Regions from separate parts of the Sus scrofa genome. Here region 2 is linked to region 1. The links are chromatin contacts, called in public promoter capture Hi-C maps. All regions are on one chromosome and are shown on one strand. The core of a region is the stretch at or near the end of the contact, and the rest is flanking DNA. Distances in the headings are between cores, read along the strand shown. Region 1 holds the start of AKAP11 (A-kinase anchor protein 11). Region 2 holds the start of DGKH (diacylglycerol kinase eta).

What was found. Promoter capture Hi-C pulls out the DNA fragments that hold promoters and counts their contacts.
Region 2: a contact with region 1 is called in a promoter capture Hi-C map of fetal liver, with 2.4 times the contacts expected there. The contact joins the promoter of DGKH here to the promoter of AKAP11 in region 1. A contact is called at or near these places in 1 of 5 promoter capture datasets (fetal liver), 1 of 47 Hi-C or Micro-C datasets (heart right ventricle) and 2 of 2 datasets of contacts at active chromatin or transcription factors (alveolar macrophages and skeletal muscle).

What each region holds. Positions count from the first base shown.
Region 1 is chr11:24,750,895-24,753,889 of Sscrofa11.1, forward strand. It overlaps AKAP11 (A-kinase anchor protein 11), which reads right to left and starts at 1,516. Exons shown (of 13, transcript XM_021065623.1): 1 at 1,299-1,516.
Region 2 is chr11:24,969,410-24,972,404 of Sscrofa11.1, forward strand. DGKH (diacylglycerol kinase eta) reads right to left here and starts at 1,519. Exons shown (of 32, transcript XM_021065624.1): 1 at 1,244-1,519. The coding sequence starts at 1,303. It overlaps LOC106505301 (a long non-coding RNA gene), which reads right to left. Exons shown (of 3, transcript XR_002336682.1): 3 at 1,729-2,513.

The sequences.
Region 1 (2,995 bases), core at 266-2,765:
ATCATAAGATATTAAAATCATCTCTGCATGGCTGAGTACCCTATTCCTGTGTGCATTTTCTGACTATTCCCAGATATATCAAAAATAGTATCATTCAATATAACATCCCTAACAAGAAGCTAAGAAAAGCTTACAAGTTTTGCAAGGAACTGAGTAATTACAAAGCTGAAATGAGAACCAGAATTTTTAATTCCAGTCTGCACTAAGGCCATTAGATATGTGTTTCAGCAGTATTTCTCACCCTGAAATTTCCTTAGCATCTTAAGTTAAACCACCTCCAGTTTAATAAGGTTTTAGAGGAGAGGGTAAACAGGACTGTCACCATGTCACATCACGGAGATTTAGATTGTACTGCCATTGTCATTTTGCCAATGCTTTTAATTCTTTGGTCACATCCACATTTTTTTTTAATAAAGCAGGTTAGGTGCCTGGGATACAAGAATATACCAAATCCATTAGGAATATGGATGGCCAGTATTTAAGCCATCAAACAGCCAAGGAGAAAATTTGACAGCAAATCCAAGTATCAACACTCCAAGGAGCTGCTTGCGCTTTCCGCTCCCGTCACAAGATTTGGGTTGTGCCTGTTTCTAGGGCTCAAGGGTTCTGACAGTGAAGGATGCTGTTCGGGGACAAAGTGCAACGTCCTCCTCCTGCATATGCCCCCGTGCGCGCACCACGAACACAAACTAAGCACACGCACCAGCACGCACCGGCGGGACCCGGCTCTGCAGACCACCCTGGGGATAGAAACTGAGCTTGTCATTCAAGAGGGCTGAAGCTTCGCCGCCACACTCGGGCCCCAGGAAGACCCCCCCAACCTCGAGCCTGAGGACACCCCCCCCCCCGCCCCCGCCCCGGTGCCTATGGCTTCCTCCCTCCGCTTTGCTCTTCCCGCCCTCCTCCCACCACCCTGCGAAAGCGTAGCTCTGGGCAGCCCCCAAGTCAGACCAGGGACTGCGGGCAGCGGAGGAGCTGCAGAGCCCGAGTCGGGCCGCTCCATCCACAGCGGCCCCACACCCCGCCGCCACCCCAGCCAACGGCGCCGCTCACGTCGCGGGCGGATCCGCGCCCGGCTCACCTGGGGGCCGCAGCCTCCGCAGCTCACAGGCATGTCAGCGGCCCGCAACGACCAGCCGCGCGAGCTGCCGAGCAGGCGGGCGCCCCCTCCCGCAGCGGCCCCCAGCCCTCCCCCCTCCCGCCCCGCGGCCCGCCCCCGCCTGCCCACCCCCAGCTTCCGCCGCCGCCGCCGCAGCTCCAGCCCGCAACACCTCCTAGTCCTCACGCCTCCCACTCACTCTCGCGAGAGGGTGGCACACTTCTCGCGAGAAGAACTCCGCGACCGAGCCCGCGCAAAAGTGGGTGGGCTTTGAAAGAAGGAAAGAAGCAACAGGAAAAACCTTCCACGTGCTCCGGGGCAGCTAGCGGAACGGCCCCGCGAGTCACGTGACCGCGTCCAGCGGCCTCGCCATTGGTCAGAATCCGCTCGGCTAGGGGAGCTTTAAACTCGAGGCTGACCTACGAACCTGCGGCGGACGTCTTGCGCGCTTCCTGGCCCGTTACCTTGGCAACTGTTTAACCCTTTCCTCTGGCAAAATAGCCAAGTCTTGGCTTGCCCAGCAGTTTTGGTTTGAGGCTCTGATTCCTTTCCTTCGACCCCTGGGTCTTACCGCCTAGGGTCAGCTGGGCTCCTTCTTCTCCCCAGACTAGTTTTGCTTTCTTCTAATTCACGGGGTTCTTCTCATTCCGGCAGCCACCAGATCTGACGGCCCAAGAAAGGCGCATCTTTGGGTGGCTCCGCCCCTTCTCCCCAGCATCTCTAGGGAGGACCACTCACAGCACACCAGGCCTACAGCCCTTTCCTAACCTCAACAATTAGCATCAAGAGATTTCCGGGCCCTAGTGCTCACCCTGATGTCGTTACGTGATTTCAGAATCGGAGTGTAAAGCACTGGTCACAGAAAAACCAAGACCTAGATGAAAAGCTAGTATGTAAAATCACGGTAGAATCGGAAGGGCTAGTCCTCCGAAGTTGCAGTCTCCTCGAAGACATCTATTCCTCAAGGGTGGAAATACCTGAAAGATGAGAAAGACATTTTTAAGTGTATCCTCATGATGAGTTTTGCCCTGGTTGGGATAGACGGGCAGGGAAGAAAGGGTACAGTCATCTGTTCATTTCTTCATTTAACAAATTTTTGTTGAGAGCCTACATATATTGGGTATTATTCCAGGCACTCAGTTGAGCAGCCTCGAAGACAGATAAATTGAGGTTCTAGGGAGTTTATGGCGGGGAGGGGAGAGAAATAATCTGTTGGTTCCTCTATGCAGAGGAAACAGAGTGAATAACGTGCTGGCAATTGTTTTGACAAGGAGAGATATAAGCAGGGGTTTCATGACAGGCGTGCAAATATCAGAGGGAAGAGCATTCCAGGCAAAGGAAACTGCTAATTCAAAGGTCCTAAATTGGGTTTGAGGGGGGAGGTATGAGAAAGTAAGAGGAAATAAGCTCAGAGAAGTAAACAAGAATGGGTTACATCCTGGAGGGTTTTGTAACCAATAAAGGAATTAGGAGTTTATTCTGAGTGCGATGAAAAGTACTGGAGAGTTGTTTGTTTTGTTTGTTGTCTTTTTGTCTTTCTATGAAGAGTTTTAAATAGGGGTGAGATACTATGGTTTAAATTTTTTTTTTTTTAAGCTCTTCCCTGCAGAGAATGGATCTTAAGGAGACCACAGGGGAAGCAGGGAGTTTAGGAGACTTGTAATCTGTATAAGAGAGAATCTTGAAAATTTAATTTCCAGAGTTCCCGTTGTGGCTCAGCGGAAACAAATATGACTACGAACCATGAGGGTGAGGGTTCAATCCCTGGCCTCGCACAGTGGGTAAGGATCCAGCTGCAGCGGACATGGCTCGGATCTGGCGTTGCTGTGGCTGTGGTGTAGGCCAGTGGCTACAGCTCCGATTAGACCCCTAGCCTGGGAACCTCCATATGCCACA
Region 2 (2,995 bases), core at 269-2,768, 220 kb after region 1:
AAACTTAATCCCCAGTAATAACCACAATAGAAGAAATACGAGCAGATGGGCAACCTAACAACATGTTCAAATTGACAAAAGCAAAGACAGCTGCAGATACAGATGGATCCGAGTTTAAGGACACTCCTGAAAGGTCGGGAAACAGAAGGCAGAGAAATGTACTTTGGCAAAGGAGCTGGGAGGGTACATACTAGAAAAGAAAAGGGGGAACCAAGCTTGGCACCTGACCTAGAAGCTCTCAACAGGCAGGGGGCCAGCCTGAGCAGATCCTCGGAGTTCCTGGGAAAAGAGCATCCGAACGTGTTGAACAGAACACTGGTGAGGCCAGAAATTTCGGACGAGGTTTTCCAAATAGGTTCAAGAATGTCAACCAAGACGGAACAGCAAACATCGAGGCAGGGCGGAGAGAGCCAAAATTCGATGCCAGGGAAAAGGCAGCCCACACAGGATTACAGAGCTCTGAGTGAGACGGGGATTTCGGGCTAGAATCACCGGAGGGATGTGAGATGGTTCTGACTCTCTGAGTTGGAAGAGAGGAAGTTGAAGGAGTTTGAGGGAACAAATCCCAAGCCCCCAATTCCCCCGTCCTCCTGCTCCTTACCCGCGCACACACAATGCACATGCCCACGTTACTTTCGGTCCCCCAAACTGCCCAACCTCCGCGTTTCACGGGCAGCGAAATCCTAAGCGAAATCGAGGTCAGCTTCCCGCTTCATCCCTGGCAACCCCCTCGAACCCTAGAAAAGCCCGGGGCTTTAGCGGCGAGCAGGAGGCGGAGGCGTGGTTCCCGGCTTCTAGCTGCGATCCGCCTCGCCAAGCGCGGCTCCTTAGGAACCTGCAGCGCCCAGGTGACCGCCCAGGGCGCGGTCTCAAGAGGCAAGACCTGTCTCCTCCGAGCCCTGCACGCTGACCCCCAGTCTGGGCTTCTTTTTGCCCCCTCCCTACCCACCCTCCACGCTCCGAAATCAAGGAAAAAGTTGCGAAGTCGATGAAGCACGGAAAACGGTCCTTGGAGGGCCGTGGTCAGTGGCTCGTCCGCGGCCCCTGGGGGAGAGCCTCGGCCGGCCCGGACAAAGGCGCTCCGGGCGGCGCGCGAGGAGGAGCCCGGGCGGCGGAGGAAGCGCTGTCCCGGGTGGGAAGCAGCTGGGGACCTCATCCCGGGCCATTTCCTGAACGGAACCCGGCCCGGGCGGGGGGGAGCAGAGGAGAAGTGGGAGGGGGCGGGCGCGGGCGCTGTACCCACCGGTTCCTCCCAGGCCGGGCTGCGGGCGCCGGACGCGGGGCGCACGTGCTGCGGCTCCATCGCGCCAGCCCGTGCCCGCCGGCCGCCCGGGCGCGCGGACCCGGGCCCCCGCCGCCGCCGCCGCCGCCGCCGGGGCCGCTGGATGCGCTTTCCTCGCCGCGGTCCTCTCGGCCGCTGCTGCCGCCGCCGCCCCGGCTCCCGCCCGGGGCCGGCCACCGGCCCTCCCGCGGTCTCCGGCTTCCGCCGCGCTGCGCTCTCCCGCCCCCGCGCCGGTCCCTTCCTCCACCTCCACCTCCTTCTCCTCCTCGGTCCAGCTCCGAGCGGTCCGCTCCCCGCCGCTGCCGCGCCGCCGCCGCCGCCACCGCCTCCCACCGCCGCAGAATCCGCCCCTAGCTCCTTCCTCCGCCCCCGACTCCCTCCCCTTTTCCTCCCCGCTTCCCGCCCCTCCCCCCGCCGCCCCCTCCTCCCGGCGGGCGGCCCGGGACGCACGTGACCCTCCTGTCAGGCCTTATAAGGCGCGGAACCGAAAGCGGCTGCAGGGTGGTCAGGGGCACCGGGTGGCAGTGGGGACCGGAGCGGCCTCCCCCGGGGGCCGGACGCCTAGCCGCTGTCGGGAGGACCGGGAGCGACGGGGAAAGCCCGGGCTGGGCCGGCCGACGCGCTGGCGATGGGAGCGACGGTGGCCGCGAGTCCCGGGAGAGCCTCCAGCGCCCCTCTCCGCGTCTCCCTCTCCTGCAACCCGCGCCCGCCTCCCGCCGAACGCCGGCCGCCCGCGCTGCAGGCACCTCCCCTCCTCTGGGCGCTGAGGCTTGAACAAAATCGCGCTGGACAGTAACCGACTTCGACAGAACAAGGGAGATAACTGCAGCCCAGAGCCGCTCCTGAACCAGCTGCTCCAGGGGTGGTTTATTCTTTGTGACGTTGAAAACACTGCAGCTGGCTTAGCATCTGCAAGAGGAGTTAAGATTGAGGGAATACTTCTTTTATTCGTTTTTAATGATGAACGGATTCGTGGAAAGAAACCCGGCTAGTGTGTCTTCCAATTAGACCACTACATTTAAATTAGGGGAAGGGACTGGCTCGCAGGGAGGGCTCCATAATGGCAAGTCACCTCCTTTCGCCCTTTGAAAACACGTTTCCAGTAGAGATTTCGATTATCTTTTTGGCCTCAAGGACGGTTTCCCTCTATGTCCAATCCAAGAGTGGCTTTTCCCAGGTTCTTCCCTCTCCTGGACATTCAGGCTCCTTCTAGCAGCATCTTCCCACGGCCCTTAATCATGGCAAACAAATTTATACATTTTTAAAAACACGGAAAATTTCAAAACACTTGATCCAGTCTGCCTCCAGTCCCCACCGCCTCACAGCCCAGCTCTTGGGGAGGTAAAGCCCCGTTCTCATTATTATCACATCCGTGTCTTAATCTGCCACTCATTTTCTTCTGCAAACCAACTTTGGTGCCCACTTTAAGAGGTGAGCCTGACAAAGGTCACCTGTGGCTTTCAAAATTCCCTAAATCATTTGGTTGTGTCCCCCCCCCAACTTCCTTTTTATTGAACCTGTGCACAACATTTGTCACTGGGGACCAGACTATTAGCCTTGAAACTACCCCTTCCCCTGGCCACATTGACACTTCAGTGTCTGATTCTCTAACCATCTTGCGCAACCCCTCGGCTAGCTCCTACATGTTGGAGTGCCTACATAGTCTGCCCCTGGTCTATTTCTAACCCTGCCCGGTCCATCCAGACCCACTCA